Linked DNA regions of Ovis aries: region 1 is linked to region 2. The links are chromatin contacts, called in public Hi-C maps. All regions are on one chromosome and are shown on one strand. The core of a region is the stretch at or near the end of the contact, and the rest is flanking DNA. Distances in the headings are between cores, read along the strand shown.

What was found. A called contact is a pair of places that touch in the nucleus more often than the background predicts.
Region 1: a contact with region 2 is called in a Hi-C map of tail adipose tissue, with 4 times the contacts expected there. The contact joins two enhancer-like sites. A contact is called at or near these places in 5 of 16 Hi-C or Micro-C datasets (mesenteric adipose tissue, omental adipose tissue, skin fibroblasts and 1 more).

Annotation. Positions count from the first base shown.
Region 1 is chr6:6,707,316-6,712,683 of ARS-UI_Ramb_v3.0, reverse strand. The region is part of intron 1 of SYNPO2 (synaptopodin 2); the gene reads left to right. Among named protein-coding and RNA genes, the nearest start is that of TRNAE-UUC, 100 kb to the left of the region's middle. Within about 2 kb of position 3,488, at least 13 of the 54 cell types and tissues checked have an H3K27ac peak or open chromatin away from gene starts, as enhancers often do. A contact at or near this core is called in tail adipose tissue, where this site is marked.
Region 2 is chr6:6,632,907-6,638,739 of ARS-UI_Ramb_v3.0, reverse strand. All of the region lies in intron 4 of SYNPO2 (synaptopodin 2), which reads left to right. Among named protein-coding and RNA genes, the nearest start is that of MYOZ2, 120 kb to the right of the region's middle. Within about 2 kb of position 3,424, at least 12 of the 54 cell types and tissues checked have an H3K27ac peak or open chromatin away from gene starts, as enhancers often do. A contact at or near this core is called in tail adipose tissue, where this site is marked.

The sequences.
Region 1 (5,368 bases), core at 2,239-4,738, 74 kb before region 2:
CAGGGGCCTACAATATGATGATTTATTGATTTTTAGATTCCTCTTATTCTTTAGTCAGAGTTAGTCAACTAAATTTCAGGCCTTTTAATGAATGAGCTGAGTTTCTTTTATCTCAGTTCCCTGAAAATTTAGCCCAAAGTTGCCTTCAGAACAAGTATTCAACCTGCAATTGTTGAATTAATTCAATGACTGCATCTTGTTACCATTTTAATTTTTGTAATTATAGACAGTCATTTACTCTAGTTGTCTAGTTACACCTGACATAAAATGTGGCATTTTCCCTAGCATGGTAAACAGGGAAGTAAAATACAAAAGAATTGGGTGTAATACTCATTTTTTTTTAAATAAGAAAATATTTGTAAGGAAATTTACATTATCTTGTTCTGTTTACAGACTGTGTCTGTCTTCCGATAGATTTTCCGCTTGTTCTAATGACTTGCTGAAATGGAAAAATACTCAACCTCCTTTACAAAGTAATGATTATGAGTACCCAGCCACATCTCCCTGCTTCCAGATTATGTTTTTTCACTTTAATTTTAAAAGAATGTTCCTTTACTTTGGAAAATGATGGCAGGACTTTATGGCTAATTACAGGTACAGACATATCACACTAATTACTCCAGACATGACACCACACACACACATTTAGCCCATCCGCTGAAAGGTGGCTCTAATGTTTTCATGTGTAGGACTCTAACTTTTTTCATTTTGTCCAACTTATTGTTCCACCCTGTGCAGTGACTTTGAATTGAACTCCATTTTTTTCCAGTGCTACTTCCCACCACGCACACATTCACACAACACTTCCAATGCCATCACTCTAAGTCAGACTTCCTCCATTTGATACCTGGGCTAGCCTGATAGTCTTCCAGAGGCTATTTTGGATCGGCCACTTTCCCTTTTAAATATTCTGTGCATTGTTTCTGTGCATGCAGCCATAAAACCCCTCCCTCCCCTCAGCAGAAATGAAACTGCCTCTCCAGTATAATTCCAGCATCCTGTCAAGACTTGTCTGCTGCTCCTCATCCCCCGACCCCCTCGTCCCCTGGGGCAACAGCCTTCTGCCAGGCTCGCTGTCCGCTCAGCGCTGGCTGTGCTTTCCCACCTCCGTAGCTTTGTTCCTGCCACTCCCGCCTGCCGCAGTCTCTCTTCCCACCTCTACCTAAATTTTATGTACACCTAAGGCCTGGGCCAAAAGTTTGCTCCATAAACCCTTTCCTGAAAAAATTACCTAAAATCCCACCCTTAACTCTATATCAGAAGCACATATTACGACACGTGTGTCTAGTAGTCAACCATCCACTTTCTTATTTTGCGGTTGTTTACACACATCACTTTTTACTAGATTGTATGCGCTTTGTGGGCAAGGACTGTGTCTGGCCCCTCTTTGCACCCCCATATTGTTTACTTCAGTGCTTTTCCTATAATACGTGCTCTGTAAATATTTGTTCACTGGGTGAGCATTCACCATCTATACGATATTTTCAGCACAATAATGGGATACATCAATAGAGAAATCTATTGAGGGGCATACAGATCAGGCCTCAAAAGTTCATGTAACTATGAACTACAGTTTGAGCAATTTCATAAATTATAATCTCATAATAAAATGACAGATGCCGATATGAAAACTTTACAAAGTGGAAAAGAAAATTTTTCTGCATTTACTTGGCATACTTGAACTAGAACAGTGGCTATTTCATGATGCTGAGTCCCTTGGTCGGGTACATAATCTGTATCACATGTTATCAAGAGAGGGGATTGAAGCCCAACTATTATTCATCCATACTTGTATGATCTCAACTTAAACACTACAGAGGGAAAACCTTTCAGTGGTTGAGAAATAAAACTATCCACATTGTATGTTCTATTCTGTTTTTAAGTGACCTTAAAGGGAAAGCTTCCTGGATGAAAACAAATCTTATTAATTTTATTAATGATGGCTCCTACTAGGAATGAGACACATTTACAGTGTATTAAAACCTTCCGTTTCTGGAAAGTTTTAATTCTGTTTAGGCTATTTTTCTTTGGGGGCCCATTCAGACCTTATATCTTCCTGAGAAAAAAGTTGCAATTAGATCTTATATATAATATATATGACATGTATTTATATATATTAGTATATCATTTTCCTTAAAAAGTTGTTATTCTGCCTATGCTCCCTAGTATTTTTTTCCAGAGCATTCCTTAGCTGTGATCTTCCATTTTCTGGCTGATTTTCCTGATAGAGTGTAATCACACTTATTAACATGCCTACACTCCTAGACTGGTGTTTGCTTGGTGAGCTCTGCCCAGTTCCTTCCCTGGCCTCTGTGCCCCAGGAGCTGTGGGATCGCAGTGATTCACACCTCTTCCTCTTCTCCCCTCTTCCAGCACACACACTTGGTGTCATCCCAGAATGCCAGAATCAGATGAGACTCATTTTATAGGGAAGCATTTGGACTGAGAGCCATATATGATTTCACTTAAGAAGAAAAAGAACGTCACCAGTGAGTGTCACCATCACCGCTCAGAGTACCTGTCCTCACCACAGAATAATGTAGCTGGAAAGGAAAGAGGCATAGACCATCTGATCCAGTGGTTTTCAAATTTAGATTTATGAAGTGAATCCAAGTGGGCTTGCTATTGCCTAAAGAAGGAGGGGAAAAGGACTCTGCATCCTGGCAGTAGCCTGTGGGCACACCCACGTAGCAGTCTTTAAACCGCTGACCTGAGCTAATGTCACCGTTTGCAGATGAGGAACCTGAGCCCAGAAGGTTTAAATGAGTCTCTCATGGTCCCATAACTGGTGTGCAGAGATGATTCTAGATCCCAAGTTATGAAGCTCAGCATTCTTTCCCATAGCACCAGATAACGGATGAATTAAAAGCTCGTTTCTACTCACTTGGACCAGCCCAGTTCATCTCTGTGCCCAGCCAAAGAGCAGTGTATGAGAACTAGTGTTTTCCCACTCAAAAAACATCCATTATTGAAGGATTTTCACGATTAACAGAAATCACCCCCAAATACCAGAAAGAGTGTGGCGAACCATGAGAGACAGCACCGCGTGCATTTTTAGCTGTCCCCCCTGTTCCAGGAGGGACTCTCTAGCTGAGTGGCCAAATACCCCACAACCGACCAGAGCAGCCCAGAACAGTCCAATGCATCCTGAGTGGGCTGTTCATCTCTTTGAGGGTGGTCTCTTCCTTTTTCCACCAGCAACGTGGGAAGCTATCCATAGGCATTAGAGGGCCTTGATGGTGGCCAATTAGAGCAGAGTCCCCACAGGGCTACCATTATAGGCCCTCCACAGCAATACCCTCCTCCACAAGCCATCTTGTGATTAATGTAATCACCCTAATTGTTGGCCTCCTTTTTGAGTCTTGGCCACATGGGGAAAAGTTGAATGTTTTCCCTGAATGCATTCTTTCCAAACAACTGCGTGTCCTTAGTTGTGGAACATGATGTCATGAGTTCTGATGAGGGGGTTGCCCTTGAGAAGCTGAAGATTGTCCCCAAAGGCCTAACGGAGCCAGTTCAACCCATATCCCACAGCTACATCCCTGTGGCCACACATGTGCAGACAGTTAGTCTAAAATTAATACAACAAGCTTGTGGCTCTTTTGCTTTATGATGAACAAAACAAGCTTGTGGCTCTTGCTGTTGTACTTTTTACTCTATACCTTTTGAGAGAACATTGGGAAATAAAATCTTCCTTTTCCCTCATACTCTTCAGACTTGGCATACGATAATTTTTGTTGTTTTTCTGGTCAGAAGTTACTGTTATGTCAGACAAGTCTTGTTAGAAACTCGGTTTCCATCCAGAAAAGAAATAGTTGTTTGTTCTCAAGCCAGACCACTTGAGGGCAGTATAGCCTTAGAAGTGTGCTTTGACCAACTAATAGGCTGCCTAAGAAGGAACCGGACAATGTGGGTTTTACACATACACTGCTCTATTGGAATTCAGGAAATAATCTGTAAACAATAAGAAACACTCCCTGGGAGTCATATCAAATTTTAAAATGAAGGAATAAATGTCTAACTTTAAATGTACTTACATAATTTTCTTATATAATTGCTTGAGGCAGGCACAATATAAGCCACTCATATGAGGGAGATTTAAAATTGGAATGTTATTACAAAAATAAAGAAGAAGAAAGGACTAGGACAGCATAAAAACAAAACAAGCTAAACTAAAATATATTAACCTGGGAACAAAATCAGGGAATGGTGAAGGTGTAGTAGCTCAGTCGTGTCTGACTCTTTGCAACCCGGTGGAATACGTGTAGCCCTACCCAGCTTCTCCATCCATGGGATTCTCCAGGCAAGAATACTGGAGTGGGCTACCATTTCCTTCTCCAGGGGATCTTCCTGACCCAGGGATCGAACCTGGGTCTACTCGCATTGAAGGCAGCCGCTTTAACCTGAGCCACCAGGGAAGCCCCTTGGAGGACACAGTTTTTCACAACTAATATGTCTTTATTATAACCGTTTTTAACCTGAGCAGAAATGCTGCTTCTCTGCCTTTCTTTGGTATTCTGGGAATAAATCCAGGATGGGCAAGTGAAGATAAAGGAAGGAGGCTTACAAGGAAAGGGAGGAGAAGGAGGAAGGCATTGTATTCTGTCCTTGGAGAATCACCGATTATGAATTCTGGGGAAGTGTCTGCTCTGACCCAAATCACAGGGAGTCATACTGACTCCACTCATCTCCCGCATCTCCCCCGTAAATTGTTTGTGCGTACCTTTTGGTGGTTTTCACAGGATGTTAATAGACAAGCTGCAGTTGCTGTTTGCGTTCTCTTTCCAATATCAGAGCCCCATGGTTGTCTCCCAAAGCCCATCTGGAAGGAATGCTGTGTCCCTTGCTCCGCTCTTCTTTATGGGCTACAGAAAGAACATGATAGTTCTTGAATACATTTCCAAGATTATTCAGAGACCAGATGTACTTTCAGCACAACTCTTTTGAGACTGATGGTGAGGGAGCAAACCTCCAAAAGCCTCCCTCAAGCATGGGGGCTAAGCTCAACTTCTTTCTTGAGAGGGCTGAGGTGATAAGGTGTCAACTCCTCGGTTTTTCTCCCTCCATTTCAGTTTTTCCCCTTTGATCTCTTACAGCCATCTTGCTCCATTAAATATTTTTCCTTTTCTTGTCCCTCCCTTTTCTCGTCAACATTTTCCACTGCACTTGCAGGGGGAAAAAAAAAAGTCCTTTCTCTGCCTTATTCCCTTTCCCCAGGTCCTTTCCTCTCTCCCTCCGTCCATAGTAGATTTCTTGAGAGAAAGGTCTTCACAAGGCCCTGCACCTTTGCCTCCCTTCACTGTCTCCCTTGCATGACTCGCCCTCACCACTCGTCAGCAGGTATCCTTTAAAGCTCATCAGTAATCTG
Region 2 (5,833 bases), core at 2,175-4,674:
GATGCGTTGGACTAAATTCCACGGATACTCACTTCCAGCCATCATATATTACTGTGTTAGTTGCTCAGATGTGTCCAACTCTTTGTGACCCCATGGACTGTAGCCCACCAGTCTCCTCTGTCCAGGGAATTCTTCAGGCAAGAATATTAGAGCGGGTAGCCACTCTCTTCTCCAGGGGATCTTCCTGACCCAGGGATTGAACCCACATCTTCTGCATTGCAGGCAGATTTATTACCATCTGAGCCACCAAGGAAGCCCAGCTATGCTAATTTATACCAGGTAAATTAAGGGGGGAAAATAGTGATGAGAAATTCCTCAAATTTTAGTAATAATAATGCAGAAAAATTGTTCTGCAAATATTTAAATTAAAATAATATATAAAAGGCCTAACTTGACTTAGGGGAAGCAAAAGATAACCATTTCTTAGGTGAAATTCACCTATGATTAGGTGAGGCATACACATAAACACCAAGCATACAGAGACATTTTGTAGCGGGAAAGCATGTGGTAAGCCAAAATGCCTGCTGCTAAATTCCAGGAATTGCTAGTTGGAAGACATTAAGCTAATGATAATGATTTAGTGTGTCTGTGTCTCAGTACCCTCTGCTGTGATATGGAGAGAATAATAGGTGTATCTCACAAGTTGTGAAGATGAGACAAACCAGTATGTTTATGTGTATAAAAAAACAGGGCCTGGCACAGAGAAAGCATTCAACATATGTTAGCTATTAATATTCTTGTAAAGGGCACTTCACTAACAATAGCTACTATTTCAAAAACTTCCAAGAAGGAAAACACACATGATAATTAAACATTTGTTTTCCTTGTTCATATGAATCCCAGTTTAAGGAATCTAAAAGAACAAAAATAGAAAAAGCCATGTCTGCATGAATCTGATATGGACACGAAGAATAATCTATCCCCAGGAGTATTTTACTGGGAGATCTTTGTTTCTTCTCTACTGTTTTCTTCTTACCTAAGCTTTATATTTTATATTGCTCTGTAGTCAGCCTATTGGTCAACTTTTTCTGCTTTGTCTTCATCTATTGTATAGAAATGTTGTAGTACAAGGATAAGCCCAGGATTCAAACAGACTGGTATAATATATACATATATTTTTAAAAAAGAAACAATTTCAGCTTTGAGACTCTGCTATAAAGGGACTGTGTTCAGTTCAAAGTACCAATATTAAAGAAAACAAGTGTGGTGTATGTGGCAATATAGAGAGAATTCTTACGGGGAAATGCTTGTAGATGAAATATATTCTCAAAATAGGATAGCTGGTATCCTGAGCAAGGTTCTAGCAGGATGTGAAAGTGAAAGTTGTTCAGTCGTGTCCAACTCTTTGCGACCGCATGGACTATACATGGAATTCTCCAGGCGAGGATACTGGAGTGTGTAACCATTCGCTTCTCCAGGGGATCTTCCCAACCCAGGGATCGAACCCAGGTCTCCTGTATTGCAGGTGTATTCCTTAGCAGCTGAGCCGTGGGGGAAGCCCATCTAGGAGGATAGCTGAAGCTCAGTTAGGTCTACCGCACAGAAAGTGGCATCCCAATCTCCGAAGCCACCCAGTTCAGGCCTGCAGCAGCTGGGGCTCTGACAGAGTCTGCCTGCCTCTGAAGGTGCAGCAAACAGCTGTTCTTATCGCTCTGCCCCAACACTGTCCCAGGACAAAGGGTCGGCAAAATGGCCTCTTTAGAGTAATTGATCCCCTTGCCTGAGAAGCATGATCAGTTTCCAAAACCGGAAAGAGTGAAACCTCTGTCTAAACAGAGTAGACTCCCAGTTCACAGGGCAAGGGACGAAAAACAGTTCTCAGAAGCTGAGTGACTGATATAGGGAGGAACCTAAAATTCCAGCTGACTTTAAAACCCAGGGAATTTTTGTGGGTTTTCTGTTACTTTAGAATTCTTCTGCGTCAGAACCAGAAGTTGGGACTGATGTAGAAGAGAGAAAGATCACAAGATGAGATTCTGAAAACTTTATCTGAATCTAAAATATCTTTCGTTCCAAATACAGTTAAATTGACTTTAGTTTTCCCTTTGTGCCATTTTGCTACACTTTTTCTTAAAAAGTAAAAAATAACAAGGTCTCTTCCTTGCATGGTTTGTGTGTGTGTGCTAGCATATATCAGACTGACAAAGAAATAGTCATAAAACCATCCCCAAGAGCTAAAAAATTACTACGGAGTAGGCTGGACTGTATAAATGAAATGCTAATTTAAAGTATATCACCCCTTAGCTGGAAGTTTGTTTTTTAATCACATTCAGAGTTTACTGATTGTCTGGCCCACTGGACTACTTGTTAATGCTTATCTGCTGCTGCTAAGTTGCTTCAGTCGTGTCCAACTCTGTGCGACCCCATAGACAGCAGCCCACCAGGCTCCCCCGTCCCTGGGATTCTCCAGGCAAGAACACTGGAGTGGGCTGCCATTTCCTTCTCCAGTGCATGAAAATGAAAAGTGAAAGTGAAGTTGCTCAGTCGTGCCCAACTCTTAGTGACCCCATGGACTGCAGCCCACCAGGCTCCTCAGTCCATGGGATTTTCCAGGCAAGAGTACTGGAGCGGCATGCCATTGCTTTCTCCGATCAGATGGTGCCAATTATAATTCTTCATAGAAACTCAATATGGGCTAAATATATTTTAAATTCTACAACATTATGAAATATCCAGAAAAATGTCACAATTCACTTCGGGTGGTATTACTGAAATTGAGAGCAAACCAAAATATATCTTGTAGAACTTTTCATTTCACTGTTACACTTCAATTCACCAGTTACTACTATTTCCTTGATATACAGTGTTCCAGTGTTTGCAAACTATTGCCTTCACAGTATCCTAACATATGGTTTCCAACTTTTGTTCCAAGGGGAAAATTAAGATTCCTCTTGCCGCATGGAAATTCTGATTTAGTAGCCCCTCTCGCCTGGAAAACCCCATGGATGGAGGAGCCTGGTAGGCTGCAGTCCATGGGGTCGCTAAGAGTCGGACACGACTGAGCGACTTCCCTTTCACTTTTCACTTTCATGCGTTGGAGGAGGAAATGGCAACCCACTCCAGTGTTCTTGCCTGGAGAATCCCAGGGACGGGAGAGCCTGGTGGGCTGCTGTCTATGGGGTCGCACAGAGTCGGACACGACTGAAGTGACTTAGCAAAGAAAGAAAAGTGGGGCCCAGGAATTTGTTTTTGTAACATTTACCCTGGATGATTCTAATGCTAACAGATTGCGAACCACAGTTTAATATCAGTTTTCTAACTCGCTAAACACTGAATTCAACTTTATTCTTTAAAACCCATAAATAGTTTCCAGTTCATTCAGTCTGGGATAGCCAGACTTGTAAACAGCACCTGCTTTCCAACGCTCTTGACATTGTCTGAAGCGTACAGGCCCTGAAGTGCTGCTGATCTTGACGACTTTATCATAAAGGCCCAGGAGGTGGCAGCAAATTCCCTTTCCGATCAGAAAGTGCTTCACAGGCAGCCATTCTACAGTCTGTAGCAAATAATTTGCTTTGAACAGTCTTTTAAATTTGTTTTTTTTAAATAAAAGAATAAACAGGACCTTGAGATGTGGTTTTATCTGACCCTCTGCTTCTCATCAAGTCTCAGAATAAATATTTCTAGGAATAGAATGATACAATTTTATCATCCAGAGAAGAGACTGTACAAAGTTCCTTGGCTGATTTTTCTTATCTCTGGGGAAAAGGATTGTATGACTTCCCTTGGCCGTCGGGCAGTACAGTCTCTTATCTCCAATCAAAAATGTTCTTACTAATAACAAGCTGAAATCTCTCTGGCAATAATCAAAACAGTCTTATTTTGGGATCTAGACTAAAGGAGAATTTTGAAGCACTTTGAATGCTAATTAGTTTTTAAAAAGAAAACAAACATGATGGTACAATCTTCAAAACTAAAAAGAAGTTTGTGCACTTTATGGATCACAGGAAAAAATTCCAATATTTTTGTTTAAACTTAAGAGAGCCAAATGGCGTGGTGGATTGACAAAACACTAAATCAGTAAAGAGGCTGTTTAGACATTAGAGGGGTGAATGGAACAAAGGAACGGGTAGGCCCATTGAGTAGCAGCTTTGATCCCAACAAGAGTATTGTTTTCAGGCCTTTGATGCAGTACAGTTTATTTCTAAAACTAAAAAGATGGTGATGTGTCTGGAAGTTCTGTATTATGAGATATATGTTTATACATTTACCAGTGGGAAGGGTAAAGACTAAAAGGAGGTAGGAGAGCTGGGTATTTGAGCCACTTTGGTATGGATGAGAGAGTAAAGGTCTCCACTGGTGAAAAAGAAAAACAGGACTAATGAATGGAAGTCGAAATGGCAAACCACTCCAGTGTTCTTGCCTGGAGAATCCCAGGAACAGGGGAGCCTGGTGGGCTGCCGTCTATGGGGTCACACAGAGTCAGACACGACTGAAGTGACTTAGCAGCATAAGACAGTAAATTTCAGTTTAATTTAAGAAAACTTCAAAAAATTGCAGAGAAGGAATGGAAAAGGAACTAATATATTAGCCATAAAATGTGTTACAGGCCTTAGTATATGTATTTAGTTTTAATTTCACAACAACATTATTGGGTGGAAATTATCCTCATTTTTTTAACTGATAAGGAAATCAAAGCTCAGATAGCTTAAGAAAATAGTCCAAAGTCACCTAGCCAGTAGGGTAGCAGACTCCATGGCTGAATCCAAGTTTATCCGTGTTCATAGCCTGTGTGTCCCCAATGCAGTGCCTATCAGGTGTGTTGTAACAGGAACTCCTGTACCTCATGAAAGCCTGACTGTGGGATCCCTAAAATGCTTTCCATCTTTAAGATTTTATAATTTTACATATACATAGCTCCTTAAGCGGAGAAGGCAATGGCACCCCACTCCAGTACTCTTGCCTGGAAAATCCCATGGACGGTGGAGCCTGGTGGGCTGCAGTCCATGGGGTCACTAAGAGTCAGAAACGACTGAGCTACTTCACGTTCCCTTTTCACTTTCATGTATTGGAGAAGGAAATGGCAACCCACTCCAGTGTTCTTGCCTGGAGAATCCCAGGGACGGGGGAGCCTGATGGGCTGCCGTCTATGGGGTCGCACAGAGTCGGGCACAACTGAAGCAACTTAGCAGCAACAGCAGCAGCTCCTTAAGAAGATTTGGGTTTTTAAGTGTTGTGAATATTTTGATGTAGCTAAGTGTTTTAAAAACCAAGGTCAGTTTAAAACCTGACTAGACAGAATTTGTTTGTTCCTTCTCACTTTAATTCCAGTAGCTGAAGCAAAATAGCTTAAAATGAAAATGTCATTTTACTAATGAGAGAGTAGGAGGTTAGAGAATAATTTTTTTCCCTGAAGCACTGACTAGAGGATTTGCTTTAGCTCCAGTGTCTGTAAAATGATTATAATTCTTCCTGACTATTCTACACACACACACACACACACACACACACACACACACACACACACACTCTTCCTGAGAAGGGAGCATTCTGAAACTCAGAGACACCTCTAGTCCTAGGGCAGAAGTCAGGCTCCCTTAGGTAAAGTAAGAAAAGGGTTTGTAATGCTGTAAAGCAGAACTTCTACTGCTCTTGGCTAATCATTTCACCTCAATCACTAGATCTCTATCCTTTGCTGTTAGAACGCACATGTTCCAGTTTATAAAATTATTTCAAATGCATTGTGCGTTCATACAAAAAGCAATCTTTTAAAAGAACCATTTAATATTTATCTTTTTTCTTTACTCTTCAATCTCTGTTTTGTCCCTTTTTCCCCCTCAAACTTCTGTAATATTCTACCTACCACTGTCAACTGTGGTCAAAATCAAAATCT